2 separate regions of the Arabidopsis thaliana genome follow, and region 1 is linked to region 2. Evidence: chromatin contacts called from public capture Hi-C data. All regions are on one chromosome and are shown on one strand. The core of a region is the stretch at or near the end of the contact, and the rest is flanking DNA. Distances in the headings are between cores, read along the strand shown.

Evidence for each region. Capture Hi-C pulls out chosen DNA fragments and counts their contacts.
Region 1: a capture Hi-C map of shoot shows a contact between it and region 2, with 2.7 times the contacts expected there. A contact is called at or near these places in 1 of 26 Hi-C or Micro-C datasets (rosette leaf) and 1 of 3 other capture datasets (shoot).

The regions. Positions count from the first base shown.
Region 1 is chr1:7,405,538-7,409,297 of TAIR10.1, reverse strand. It overlaps AT1G21150 (Mitochondrial transcription termination factor family protein), which reads left to right and starts at 1,428. Exons shown (of 1, transcript NM_001332486.1): 1 at 1,428-3,080. The coding sequence starts at 1,528. The coding sequence ends at 2,892. It overlaps AT1G21160 (eukaryotic translation initiation factor 2 (eIF-2) family protein), which reads left to right. Exons shown (of 13, transcript NM_101970.4): 10 at 30-587; 11 at 672-809; 12 at 890-1,006; 13 at 1,112-1,367. The coding sequence ends at 1,177.
Region 2 is chr1:7,270,982-7,274,650 of TAIR10.1, reverse strand. ESC (Putative AT-hook DNA-binding family protein) reads right to left here and starts at 2,095. Exons shown (of 1, transcript NM_101943.2): 1 at 579-2,095. The coding sequence starts at 1,627. The coding sequence ends at 692. It also overlaps AT1G08945.

The DNA of each region.
Region 1 (3,760 bases), core at 179-2,678, 140 kb before region 2:
GTTTCCTATATTTTTGGTGTTTATAAAAGGGCCTTGAACACGCCATTGCTGGTACTGCCTTGCATGTGATTGGACCTAATGAGGACATGGAAGAAGCCAAGAAAAATGCCATGGAAGATATTGAGTCAGTTATGAACCGCATTGACAAAAGTGGTGAAGGCGTTTATGTACAAGCATCTACATTAGGGTCCTTGGAAGCATTGCTCGAGTTCTTGAAGTCCTCAGATGTAAAAATACCTGTCAGTGGTATTGGCATAGGACCTGTGCATAAGAAGGATATCATGAAGGCCGGGGTAATGCTAGAGAAGAAAAAAGAGTTTGCAACGATTTTGGCCTTTGATGTGAAAATAAGTGCAGAAGCTCGTGAACTTGCAGACAAAATGGGAGTAAAAATCTTCTGCGATGATACCATCTATTGTCTGTTCGATAAGTTTAAGAGTTACATAGAGGGTATCAAAGAGGAGAAAAAGAAAGAAACAGCTTGTGAAGCAGTTTTCCCATGTATCCTTCAGATTTTACCAAACCATATCTACAATCAGAGGGACCCAATTATCCTTGGAGTTAAAGTCAATGATGGAATACTAAAGGTATATGGTATTTTCTCATTCAGGATCTGAGTACACTTTTCTGCTGGATCACAAAGATCTAACAATACGGTCTTGTTGATTTAGGTTGGAACTCCCATTTGCATTGTTAAAAGGATTGAGAATGTAAGAGTGTTTATGGACATTGGGCGCGTCTCATCAATTAAGAATAACAACAACATGCCAGTTGATTATGCAAGGAAAGGACAGGAGGTGGCTATTAAGGTATGAGATCCCTCTTTTTGTCATCATTTTTCTAGTTTTTACTGCCTTTCCTTAAAAACTAATGTTTGTTTTCGTATTAGATCATTGCTTCTAACCCAGAAGAACAGAAAATGTTTGGGAGGCACTTTGGTGTAGACGACAGGCTTATCAGTCACATTTCTAGTCGATCCGTGGACGTAATCAGAACTAATTACTGGGTAAGTTGTATACAGTCTTTCTTGCCCTGGGTTGTCAAAAATGTTGTTTTAACATTAGCTTGTGTTTTAGTAAAGCTTAAACTGATATTCGAAACCTGATTGCAGAATGAGTTATCTAACGACGAGAAGGATCTTGTTTTGAGACTTAAAAGGATATTCAAGATACAATGAAGATTTTTGAGATTTGAGAGTGAGGGACTTAAACTTATGTATTTTTTTTCTTTTTTTGAAGTGCTGATTTTTTTATTTTTTTTTCGTTTTTAATAATATAGACAAACAACTCCTTTAATGCCCCTAAATACTTTATGGAAGCAATTGTCTTTTGTTTTTGGCTACCAATATTTTACAAAATATTTTGATATACATATAATTTACAAGATAATACCCAGACTGGCTTATTGTGTAACTTAATAACATTTGAGGCGAATCTATGAATAAAGAGAAATAAAGGACCTATTCACAGATTCAGACAACATCGTCGCATTTTGATTTTGAATCGATTATTTTACCTACACTCGTGTATGAGCCAGTCCTCCGGAATAAGACAACATCTCCAGGAGTCTCTACGAAATTCTTCGGCTCTCAAAGGTATTCACGACGGTCTTTTAGCTCTATTCTCTATTGAGAACCTGATTTTTCCGGTGAATTTTGATTATTGCAAAGTTGGAGAATTTTTGAGATTTAGAAGAGATACTGGCTTAGGATTCGTATTCATGTCGAGCTTATTACACTGTAGAAATGTCGTAGATTGTGCGTTTACTTCTTCCACTGTTCGTCGCATTGTCAATTTAGGGTTTTTAGTGGGTAGAATAAGAACGTTGTGTTCAGTGTCACAAGTGAAATCAGAGAATCTCGAAAAGCAAAAACCATGTTTGGAATCTTTTACAGTTTCTTATCTCGTGGATTCTTGTGGACTGTCTTTGGAATCTGCTAAATCGAATTCCAGATTCGTCAAATTGGTTTCGTCCAAGAAACCAGACTCTGTTCTTGCTCTCTTCAAGGACCATGGCTTCACCAATGACCAGATCACCAGTGTCATCAAATCCTTTCCTCGTGTTCTGTCACTGAGCCCGGAAGATGTAATCTCGCCCAAGCTCATGTTTTTCAGTTCTATCGGGTTTTCGACCTCGGATACTGCGAAAATGATCTCTTCTTCCCCGAAAATGCTATCATATAGCTTGCACAAAAGATTGATCCCTTGCTATGATTCCCTCAAGAGCATACTCGTTGAGGAAGAAAGTGTTGTCAAGTGTCTCAAGCGTGGAATCAGATGTTTCTCATTGAAGATTACACATTGTGTGTCTCTTCGTGTCTCCATTTGTAGAGAGCTTGGAGTTCCTGACAAAAGCATCAAGTGGTTGGTTCAAGCGTCTCCATTCACTTTTTTCTCTCGTGAGAGAAGATTCAACGAGGTCTTAAACAGAGTTTGCAGCTACGGTTTTGACCCGAAAAAGGCGGGTTTTGTTCACGCTATGGTAGCCTTTGATTGCACGAGTGAATCAGCAATGGAGCGGAAATTTAAGTTGTTCCAATGTTTTGGTTGGTCTAAAGAAGATTTCGTCGCAGCGATCATGAGATTCCCAAACTGTGTGACGGTTTCAGATGAGAAGATAATGTACACATTGGAGTACCTTGTAAACAACATTGGTCTGCAAGCTCGTGACATTGTTGCAAGACCGGTGGTGTTATCTCTGAGCATGGAGAAGAGAATCAAACCGAGGAACCAGGTCATCTCTTTGCTTCTCTCCAAAGGACTTGTGAAGAAGGAAGACATCAACTATTTCACTATACTAAAGCTGAAAAGCTCCGAGTTCATGGATAAGTTTGTGCTGAAATATCAGGATGAGATGCCACAACTTGTACAACCCTTTACAAGTAATCGATGAGTTTGTTCTATTAGAGAAGTGAGAACACACTCTTGGTTGCGGCTGAACCTTGCCGACTCCGATCATGTTTTGATGAATTTTGTGACATTTAATTTGACATCATAAAATGATTTAGCTGATTCTGTTTATGGTTATGGTAATTTTGTTGATTCTGTTTATTTTGTACAAAGAAATATCTATGATGATGATACTATAATGTTTTCATAGATAAAGCTCACATGTTGCATTATCCTTTCTACGAGGATGTGAGAGTTAACACGCAATCTGGTGCAAAAGTAGGCATTAAATTTAGCTTTATAAAACGGAACACGACAAGGATTCCAAAAGTAGCTCTCTTTTTATGTTTTTTTCGGAGATCATTGATTTGTCATGACGAGAGCATTTGTACACTCCAACGCGATCAATCTTTGTGTAAAGGATTTGTGTGGTGTTGATATCTTTGTTTGGAACGAAATGGATAAATATAGGTAGGCTCTAGTTGGGGATTACTTTGTTATAATTTCTAACAGGTTCTAACTACCAAAATTCAGTGGTATTTTGGTGGATTAATTTGGCCGATTAGTTGCATATTTTTAGAGTTTAGTCTATTGAGTTAAGCTAATTACTCTCTTAAAACAAATTTCGTTTATGTGATCAGTTTAAAAAATATATAATTGTTGACACAAATTGGTAAAATTTTGTCTCCGATTTTTTCAGCCAAAAAAATTTGAAACACTAGTGGTGTAGTATATATGTGATCCGCTCCATTTTTTCATATTTGATTTTCTTTCTGATTTTTAATCTATCTTGGAGGTTTAGATATTCATTACAAAAGTCAAATTTATGTTTTTGCTTCTTAGTTTTACATATCCAGAAAATTTGATTGAAT
Region 2 (3,669 bases), core at 846-3,345:
ATTCTTAACACCTTATATATAGATGGGTATATATGACAGTACTCTTAACACAATAACACCGTATAGATAGATAGATATGACACAGAAGTTGTGATCTTAAAAGGTATACTCGGCTAAAAGACGCTACAAGTACTCAAATGGTACGAATAATGAATTTAGATGCACAAAACGTATATATTGATCAATATGTATAATAATTTTCTAACCTTATAATGAATACTACATTGAGGTTGTTAAAAAGTTGAAAGAACTATATTATACTATGATTAAGGTAACGTATTGACGTATTGTAAAAATATTCAAATGAGCGCCTGAGATGTGCCCACATAATATTTCATCAAGAATACGCCGTGAAGCTCAAAATTCTTAAAAGAACAAACGAACTCATTATTGAATAGTCTAGACCTATATATCTATCAAATCGAGCTAATTATAATAATAGTTATAGGGTACAACACGAAACCCTAGCTATGAATAAAAGAAAGCCATATATGGAAAGGAATTTTCTAACATAACGAGACACATGCATTTCTCTAACATGTAACATCTACCGAAGATATGAGAAGAAAAGAAATAAACACGAGAAACCAAAATATGCATATCAACTAAACATTAAACACCAAATATCCCAAAGGAAAGACGACTCCACAAGATGATAAAAACACATAAATTTCCGGACATTAAAATTCAATTAAAAAGGTGGTCTTGAAGGTGTTCCAGCTCCCCATCCAAGCAAATGAGGATCACCAGAAAACCCATAACCACCCACATTACCTCCTAACTGTCCCTGACCGGTCACTCCAGACGGCGGAGATGCTGATGGAGCTTGTTGCATCTGCGGTGGCCCTCCTCCTCCTCCTCCTCCGCCACCACCACCTTCTTCTTCCTCCTCCTCAATCGGTAGTCTCTCGAAAACCGCATTTGAGAACGAAGCCGCCATTAGTATAACCGGAGCTGATGCAATAAGGGGAGCCACAACGCTTCCTCCGACCACCTGACCTTGCCCTCCGGCTAAAAATATAGACAAACCACCGGCACCAGGCGGTGCAGGAGGTGGCAAAACAGTCCCCGTTAGCGAAAGAATCTCAAACCTTCCATGTAAAGTCACAACTCCTCCTCCTCCGGACACACCACCGCCATTTCCAGGAGTGACTGGCTGACGGAGAGTGACGTTAGATACGGTGCCGTTTCCTCCTAAAACGGAGACGCCTCTCCCTCTCCTCCTAGCGTACGTGGAAACACTCTCAACTATGTCAGCTCCAGGAGATACTTCAAGAACGTGAGATCTAAGCGCGTTGGGGCTATCACGAGTTACTATGATCGGTGGCTTGGCTTTGTTCTTAGATCCTGGTGGACGTCCACGTGGACGTTTTCCCGGTGCTGAGCTTGATGTATTCGGGTCTGAATCGGGTCGACCCTGTTGATGATGATCTTTGTTTGAATGGTCAGATTCTCTTGAATCATCCGACGGTTGTTGTTGTTGTTGATGTTGCTGGTGCTGATGATGATGCTGGTCGATAAGATTGATCCCGCCCTGCGGTTGAAGCTGTTGGTGGTGAATCTCCGGTCTAAAGAGGTTATGGAAGTATCTAGAAGCTCCACCGCCTTGCTCGTAACCGCCTTCCATCGCCGCCGCATCTACTAATTCCCTATCCCACCACTGCTTATTCGCCAGCTCAAATCAATTTCTCGATTCTTGATCCTGCTCGTTCATATATTGGTAGCTAGGTGAAGAAGAGCGTAAAGAGAGAAAAAGAAAACTCAGATCGAGAAGTCAAAACTCATGATTTTGAGGAAACAATAGCTAAAGCATTAAGGTGTGATCGGTTACGCAAGCCGACAAAATATAGAAACAGACCAAGAACAGAACTAAATTAAAGACGAAGCAAAAGATATAAAAAAGGTGACTTATGTTAAATGATCTCTCTCATGAAAGGTAAGAGGAAACCCTAGTTAGGTAGATTAATTAGGGCAAGAGAAAGAAGTAGCTTCTTCTTTGCATAGGAGTCGTATTTAGCGATTCTGATGTGCTATGGGAAAAAAAGGAGAGAGAAGCTTGAGATTCATGTGCGACTCTGCAATAAATTTTTGGTCCTCTCATTGAACGAGGAAAGTAAAAGCAAAGACATACACCGAGAATTTAGCGGAGAAACAGTCCCCTTTATTATATCATTAATATAATAATTATTATTTGAATAATATGTTCTTTTTTAAGTAAATTAATACTATTTATTACATATACACAAATGCCGACAAAAAAATTTATGTGTGTAAGTGGTTATCCTTACATAAGATCTACCAAAGAAAACTAGGGGTTCGTCGCAGTTTTTGTTTGGCTCCAATCGGATAATACAAAAGAAATTTAGAGAAGGAATTCTTATATTTGAAAGCATGAGATAAGATTAACAGAAGAGATAACATTTGGTCAATTTGTTTATCAGATACTATTATATACGAGCTAAAGAAAACGTATCATTTAACAAAAAAAAAAAAAAAAAAAAAATGTCAAGTGGAAGTTGGGTACACAAGGATTAAAACGAATCCTACATTCCCTTTAAGGCGCGTGGAGGTTATGTTTAAACAAAAGTTATTTGATAAATGTTATTATCATGTTACTAACTTATTTATGGTTTTAGTAACTTAATTAAAAGGTTTTCGTATAAGTAAAAATGAGAAATAGTACTATTTAGTCTTCTCTTACTTGAGAAAATACTACTATAGGTCATTTTATTTAGAATTTTAATTTACTTACGCATCTTTTTATTGTAAAACTTAGTATAAACTTGCATTATTACTAGATATTTGTAGGCTTGTGATTTGCATAGTGCTGCTGATATATGTTATTATTCATATTCAAACTGGATGCAGAACGTGAGTTATATAGAAGAAGAAAAGAAAAAAAATTTACATGTATAGTATTATTATTAGTTTTGTCAACTAATTTTGTAAAAATATAATGTATAATAATTTAAAATAGATATATAGTATATGGCTTGCGAATACAATATTCTAAGAAGAACCCACGTTCTATAATAAACAAACGGATACGAACCATCTTTACTATAGAAAAAGAAGAAGAGAATTAGTCACTTTTAAGCGCTGCAGAACAACAATTGATTAATTCTGCTTGTGATGTGTTTTTTTTTTTTTTTGGTTGCTACTAAATTATCTTGCTAAACCCGAGCTAATTATATATCAAAGAATCAATGTTCTACTAAAGTACTTTATATTCACTTTTATTGTCAAGAGGGCATAAGGCGCATAACGTAGAACAATCAATCTAGGTAATGGTCCTTTGTTCTATACTGAGATAGTGAGATCTACCCATGTATACTCCTTTAAATATCGTAAAACGGAGTGGACCCTTTTTGATGATAAGTTTGGAGAAAGTTAATGATCCATTAATGTGATAAGACTAGCTGATAATTATCAAAATGTCAAATTAGTTGATACTACTACTTTATATTTTCAAAAATTATTGATAAGTACTCCACTTTGTTGCCTTATGTCGAATTTGGTGAATCACTAATTAGAACTACGCTTTTTCTAACATGGACAAAAAAATATACCAGAAAAAGACAACTAGACACTGATAATTTATTGATTTAGAATGAGTAATGTATTAGTAAAATTTTTTTTTGATATATCATCTTCATACAAATGATATCA